2 separate regions of the Mus musculus genome follow, and region 1 is linked to region 2. Evidence: chromatin contacts called from public Micro-C data. All regions are on one chromosome and are shown on one strand. The core of a region is the stretch at or near the end of the contact, and the rest is flanking DNA. Distances in the headings are between cores, read along the strand shown.

Evidence for each region. Hi-C and Micro-C count contacts between places; a contact is called where the count stands out from the background.
Region 1: a Micro-C map of macrophages shows a contact between it and region 2, with 1.8 times the contacts expected there. The contact joins the enhancer-like site here to the promoter of F13a1 in region 2. A contact is called at or near these places in 5 of 39 promoter capture datasets (the 3T3-L1 cell line, HPC-7-derived erythroid cells, liver and 1 more), 2 of 484 Hi-C or Micro-C datasets (granulocyte-monocyte progenitors and macrophages) and 3 of 9 other capture datasets (adipose tissue, liver and macrophages).

Annotation. Positions count from the first base shown.
Region 1 is chr13:37,217,217-37,220,338 of GRCm38.p6, reverse strand. No RefSeq gene overlaps it. Among named protein-coding and RNA genes, the nearest start is that of Gm30600, 31 kb to the left of the region's middle. Within about 2 kb of position 1,503, at least 43 of the 459 cell types and tissues checked have an H3K27ac peak or open chromatin away from gene starts, as enhancers often do. A contact at or near this core is called in adipose tissue, granulocyte-monocyte progenitors and macrophages, where this site is marked.
Region 2 is chr13:37,047,299-37,050,498 of GRCm38.p6, reverse strand. It overlaps F13a1 (coagulation factor XIII, A1 subunit), which reads left to right and starts at 1,286. Exons shown (of 15, transcript NM_028784.3): 1 at 1,286-1,358; 2 at 2,995-3,142. The coding sequence starts at 3,013.

The sequences.
Region 1 (3,122 bases), core at 254-2,753, 170 kb before region 2:
CCAAAGTCATAAAGATACTGGTGTACAGCTATCATATCTTATGAGGGAATCACTGCTCAAGGAGACTGGAAAATGTTGAGAAAAAGTCTTTTCGCTGATGGCAAGTGGAATTTGTTCTGAGCCTTAGTTCTAAGCTTTCAGATTTAGAGTGGGCTCTGAGCTATGTAGTACTCCCAGGATGACTTGAGAGGGAAAAGAAACATAAAGAGAAGAAGACAAAAAGTATCTAAACTGTCTCTTGGTTCCCTTCAGACTTGTAGAATTATTCTGGTCACTCCCTAAGTCTAAATCACCCATCCTTCAGTGCTTACAGGCACATGGTCGCTGCATGTCCAAATGGATCATGCATGCCCTGGAGGAGTGTGCTCTTCTTACAATATGGAGAGATGCACTGTCATCGTTGGCTTCACAGGACAGCCTATTTGGAAGGGCTATAGCTTAAGAACTATATCTTCACCACCCCCAAAGAATTGTGCTCATAGAGCCACATAACTCAATTTAGGTCTGCCTTTATTCACTTTTGGAAACATTCAGTTTTAGTCTCTCTCTGATGAACCTGAAAATGCTGTCAATTTGGGGGTTCAGATGTTTTTGTGTGTGTGCATGTATGTGTTTGTGTGCATGGGTGGGTGTATGTACACATGCATGTGGCCACGTTGGACATCTTCCGTGGCTGTGCTTCTCCTTGTTTGAGATAGAGTCTCTCACTGAACTCGGAGCTCACTGCTTTGGCTAGACTGTCTGGCCATCCAGCAAACTCCAGGGACCCTTCCTGGCTCACATCCACATTCCTGGGTAAACAAAGGCATAGGCTGCTCTGCTCTGCTCTTTATACAGATTCTGAGGATTTGAACTCAGTCCTCATGCTTGTGTGGAAAGTACTTTACTGACCGAGTCATCTTCCAAGCATGGTTTTAGCTCACTGTTTTTCATTTTAAAATACGTTTTTTTTTTTAATTAAAAAAATAATCACACCACTTATTCCTTTTTTCTTCCCCATGTCCCTTCCTGAAGTTCCTCCTATTTCCCCTTTATTCCCTCTCATATTGCCCTCTTATTATTATTACACACACACACACACATACACACACACACACACACACACACACACACACACTCACACACCTGCTGAGTCTGTTTCGTGTTGCTTGTGGGTATTTGATTTCAGAGACAACCTCTTTGTATTGGATAGCCACTTTTAGAGGGATCATCCTTGGGACTGACTAGGTCTCCTCTCAACAGTTCTCTATGTAGGGGTAGGATGCCAGGAGATTTCCTCCTTCCCAGTTAGCACATCTATTGGTACTGTCGTTGTTCATGTTTTGTTTAAGAGGCCATACTGTTCTCATGGATGTAGCTTCCCTGTCATTTCTTGGAGACATTTTTTTTTTTAAAGAAAGGCTTTTCCTGGATTTTAATGTACATTGAAGTCTGACATGTTCTCAGCAATCTGAGATCATGCCACTTCCAGCCAAAACAGGAAGGATCACTAGCCAAGGAGAAGGTTCCCCTTTAGTAAACACAAGAAGCCACAGTCTTTCTGTCCAGTCATCGGAAAGTACAGGCTGCGGTGCTGGACGTGATTATCAGTGTGAGCACTAAAACGTTACCCCAAGTCACCAGATTCAACTGTGACCTTGATTACATTCCCCATAAGGAAGTGAGATGTAGATCTTGCAAATGCTATCCAGGAACCTGATCTTATAGGAATTATTACCTCTTCATGCATGATTGCAGAAATATTTCTATATCCCAAGGCTTGTTTGAGCTTTGTTGGTTGCAGCATGTGTATCCAGCAGTCCCCACACTGAGCTGCCCTCCTCTAAGGAGTCCTGGCATATTGGGTGGATTTATACTCTCATTATAGACATTTTTCTTCTCTCTAACTCTGGGGGCTCTTGGGTTGCTACTCTGTGGGTATATTGGGGTAAAACAATTATTCTCCTGGTATGGATATGGTGTAACCATTGGATATCCTGTAGGAGGGAATGTCTTGGAGACCTGTAGACTGGCTCTGCATATAGAGTAACAAAGTAAACAAAACACACTGATAACTATGTGGTCACAGTGAGACCATAGACACTACAGTTGAAGGAAAGTCTCCTTTGAGACTCCAGCCACTATATCCTCCTGCCTTCCAACCACACATGATCTTGAAAGGGTTTTGAATACAGAGGATGTGGAAGGATAAGTGAAGACAGGACTCAATGATACAGATTCTGCAAAGTCACCACTCATGCTCACCCACTCATGAGGTCACACTTTACAGTGACATATTTGTCTCTGAGTTGCCCATATTCTTCTGAGGAACTACCCACCCATGTTCTCATAAGCCCAATTAACGCACTGGTTGGCTAAGCTGGACTTGGATAGAATTATTTGGTTTCTTTTGGTCCACTGCTGATGCCCTAGAGGGAATGAATGGATGTCTATTCACATTTCCCCAGGAACAGTCACATACAGGGTACACTGACTTTCAGAACACAATTTAGTCATCTCCTCTGGTTTATTTCTCCCATGGTCCCTTCATTTTCGAATTGGTACTGTATCAGCACTATGGATGTGCACGCCGGTTATTGTTTGTGTCTCTACTTCTCTCAGTACATGGTGATCTTTGTGATCATAGAGTTGATTCAGTGTTGCCCACACAAAGGAAAGCAAACGTTAGCTAGCCAGGGTGTGTAGTATGAGCCTTGTGCCTTCTGGGGTCAATTCTTTCCTTAAGAAAGTCGTTATTCTATTTTGTCAATGGGAAGCTGGCCATGCTATGCTCTTCACAGAGCCCTGGAGCACTGTTGTAACTCTTTGAGAAGTACCTGAGGATGTTCAGGAAAACATCTTTAGCGGGGAGTCCCAGGGATCGGCCAGTCTACCCAACACTACCTTCCAGCGTTGATCCTAAACTACCAGGGCAAAAGAAAAGAAAAAAAAAAAGCACTTCTGTGCAGCCCTAAGGACTAAGCAAGGATTAGGGAAATGCAAGTTTACATTTGACTAAGCAACAAACTCCTTTTAACCAGCCAGTCACGGAAGTATGAAGATAGGAATGTATGATTTTTGTTTGTTTGTTTTAAATTCAGTAACAAATGTCAGAATTCATGCTTAGGGCAAGTGACTAGTTT
Region 2 (3,200 bases), core at 37-2,536:
TCAATAGAATATTGGATGTAGAACTCAGAAGTCAGAGGCTTGGTGACAGAGGAGGGGGGAGAGAATCAAAAATGAACAGAGGTTGTGAATTGAGAGAAGTCTTTTAAAAACGTTGAAGAGACTTGACTTGAAATTGTGTCAATGGTGACAGGAAGCAGCTGTGAGGGAGTTGGAGCTTGAAGCTACAGGAGGAAGAGAGGATAAGAGACACAGTAAAGCCCTTGAGAAAGTGACAGGAAATACGACAAACGTTTAGTTTGGATACAAGGAGGAGGAAGAGGAGGAGGACTTTTTTATTTCAAGGGTAAGAAGTGGGGTAACTTGGTAAAATTACAGACAAGTACACAGATTTGGGACAGAGAGATGGGATGGGGAGAACATGAATTCCTAACCAATAGCATCTCTTTGAAATGTGAAGATTGCGTGTCAGAATCAGACATCTGGAGACTATGAGAGCATTTAGATGGATCTGTGGTTAAAATCAATGGTTAAACATGTGGCCATATCAAAATAAAGATAGGCAAATTCTGGGGTGGATAACTTTCTTTCCTTTCTCTGTAAGTCTTGGAGATACACCAGAATGCTCCAAGGCAAAACAAAGCATTTCCAGCTTGGGTGACACTCTTGAGGGTATCTGTCCATCAGTTCTGACGCTGGACTTCAATGTGGCTGTACTACAGGAAGTTCTGTGGTTTGGCTGGGGCTGGGGCTGGGGCTGGGGCTGGGGCTGGGGCTGGGGCTGGGGCTGGGGCTGGGGCTGGGGCTGGATCTGTGGGGGAATTCAGGACGCAATTTTCTTTGCACAAGATGGACTCATTGCTCTTTCTTTATGCATGGTCACCACTGTCTGTGTGACCTGTCTGTGAAAAGGCAGATCCTCCCTTCTGCCAGCTCACCACCCTGGCAAGGCATTTCCACAGGATAAAAAAATGTCCCTTTAGCCCTTCTGACCCAGCAAGAGGGCAGAAGAGAGGCTGGCTCACACTCCAGTGCCATTTGCCAGTTGCTAGTAGTAGCCAGAGGAGGGGAAAGGCTGACTGGGGGTCTGGGGGTGGGGGGAGTGAGGAGATGCCAGCATGGGAACTTAGGAACAAATGGGGTATGGAGGCAGGGAGGCACACATACTAGACCATCAGAGCCGAATGTCAGGAGTAAACGGAAAGTCCTAGAAACAGTTCTGCCCCCTCCACCAGCCGTCAAGAAAGGGGAGGAGAAATCCTCTGGGATGGGGAGGAGGGTGGGAGCCGTTAGGAAGTTATTTAAGAGCCAACTTTCTGGTCACTTTGCCCGAGTCCTTTTGAGGAAGTACCCAGAGGCACACAGAGACTACCAGAGCACCCTCTCAGGAGCACAAGCAGGTAAGAGACCCTCAGAGCAGCACTAAGCAGCCCTGTTCCAAGCTGTGGCAGTCCTCTGAACCTACATTCTATGTCTGTAGTGTTGGGGAGTGGTCAGAGGCAGCCTCTCTCTCCATCTCCGCATTTTCACCTCTTTAAGAGGGACCCTCTTTGAACTCTACCATGCTATCCTGAGAGCACAGCTGGGTGAGGTTGCTCCTCCAAGGCAGGTCCCCTTTCCCAAGGGAAGCCAGCTGTGGAGCTGGAAATAAGGTTAGAGGACAGGGTAAGGCCACCTGGGAATGCCCGCCTTCCATCTCAACACAGGGGCTGAACTCAAGTTCCTTTCCCATCTCCAAATCTACCAAGAGAAGGGGAGCTCCCTCACCTGCACTCACACAGTGGCCTGCACTTCCTTCCTTGACCAGCACTTGGAATGTTCTCTGCTCTACTTGCTCTCTACTAGAAGGTGGTGTGACTACCCAGCACTGCTCCCCATCCCCTGTGACCACTCAGGATGCCTTTGCTATTTAACACCAGGGGGGTTGAGTTTTCTTGTCCTCTCTGTCACCAAACCTTTTTATTTAAACTTTTCTCCCTCCTTAGCTCACCAGAGATTATCTGTAAATCCCCAAAGGCATCTGTAGATACCCATTGCTGTCTCATCCTTCCAAGAATCCCTTTCTCCTCCAAAGACCAAATACCTTACTAAATGGTCCTGTGCTCAGCCTCGCTTCTAGGACTCCTCTCATTTCTAGAACAGTTGAATCAAGTTGATCCCATAATAGCAATGCTTCACCTTACAAGGGTGTGCCTGGGTTTTGCAAACAGCCAGATTGCCAGGAGTCACTGCATGGTGAGCCAGGTGAAGAGACAAAGTCCCCCTTCATTTTGGCCAGTTGGTCAACAAGTCCTTATTGGGCCCTGAAGGTAAGGTGGGTAGTGTTTAGACTGGCTGGTTGCCTGCACAAACTCCAAGGGAAGAGGAAGCAGGCCAGACCAAGTTAGAGCACAGCCTACTCACGATTTCAATTGGATATAACCATGACCTCCATCCCACATACCCTAGCAGATTCATGTATGACTATTGTCAGGGTCACCCCTAAACCCACGATACTGTAAGCTCTCAGGAAAGAGACACTGTTTTCATGTCTGATGAACCTACCTAAGTACTAAGATCAGATCCCAGCTTGTAAGAAGCCCTCAGTAAATAGTGACCAAATTAAATGACTGGTGGGACATCGTTAAGGAACCATCCTAATCTGTACATGTTTTCATGAGTCTAATCCTCACAGTGACGTTGGTTTGGTGAGTCTCCCTGAGATGAGCAATTGAATGTACTTACAAATATGCAGGCTTTGAGGTGCTGAGGCAAGAAAAATTATGCTGTCTGAAATCTTTAAAGACTTCTTACTCCCTTGCTTTCTCTACATCTTGACAAATGGGGACTCTCCCTGAGATCCTCAGGGGACACACTCCTTCACTGGGGTAATCCTCACTGCCACCTCCCAGTTATCATGTTTTGTGTGTGGCTTACAATGTATTGTCTGGGAGCTGCCATGTACGGTTTGCATCTCTGCCTCTATTTTAGAATCCTAGCCACAAGTGGTACCCATTTCACATTCCCGCCCCATGAACTCTCTTCTCCCTTCCCAAGGATCCAGTAAAGCTGAGAATGTCAGATACTCCAGCAAGCACCTTTGGGGGGAGGCGAGCAGTCCCGCCCAATAACTCCAATGCTGCAGAAGTGGACCTCCCAACTGAGGAGCTACAAGGCCTGGTGCCAAGGGGTGTCAACCTGAAAGGTAGGAGAAGCATACCACTGTGTCTACTAGAGCCGGACCTCATTTCCCATGAGGGATC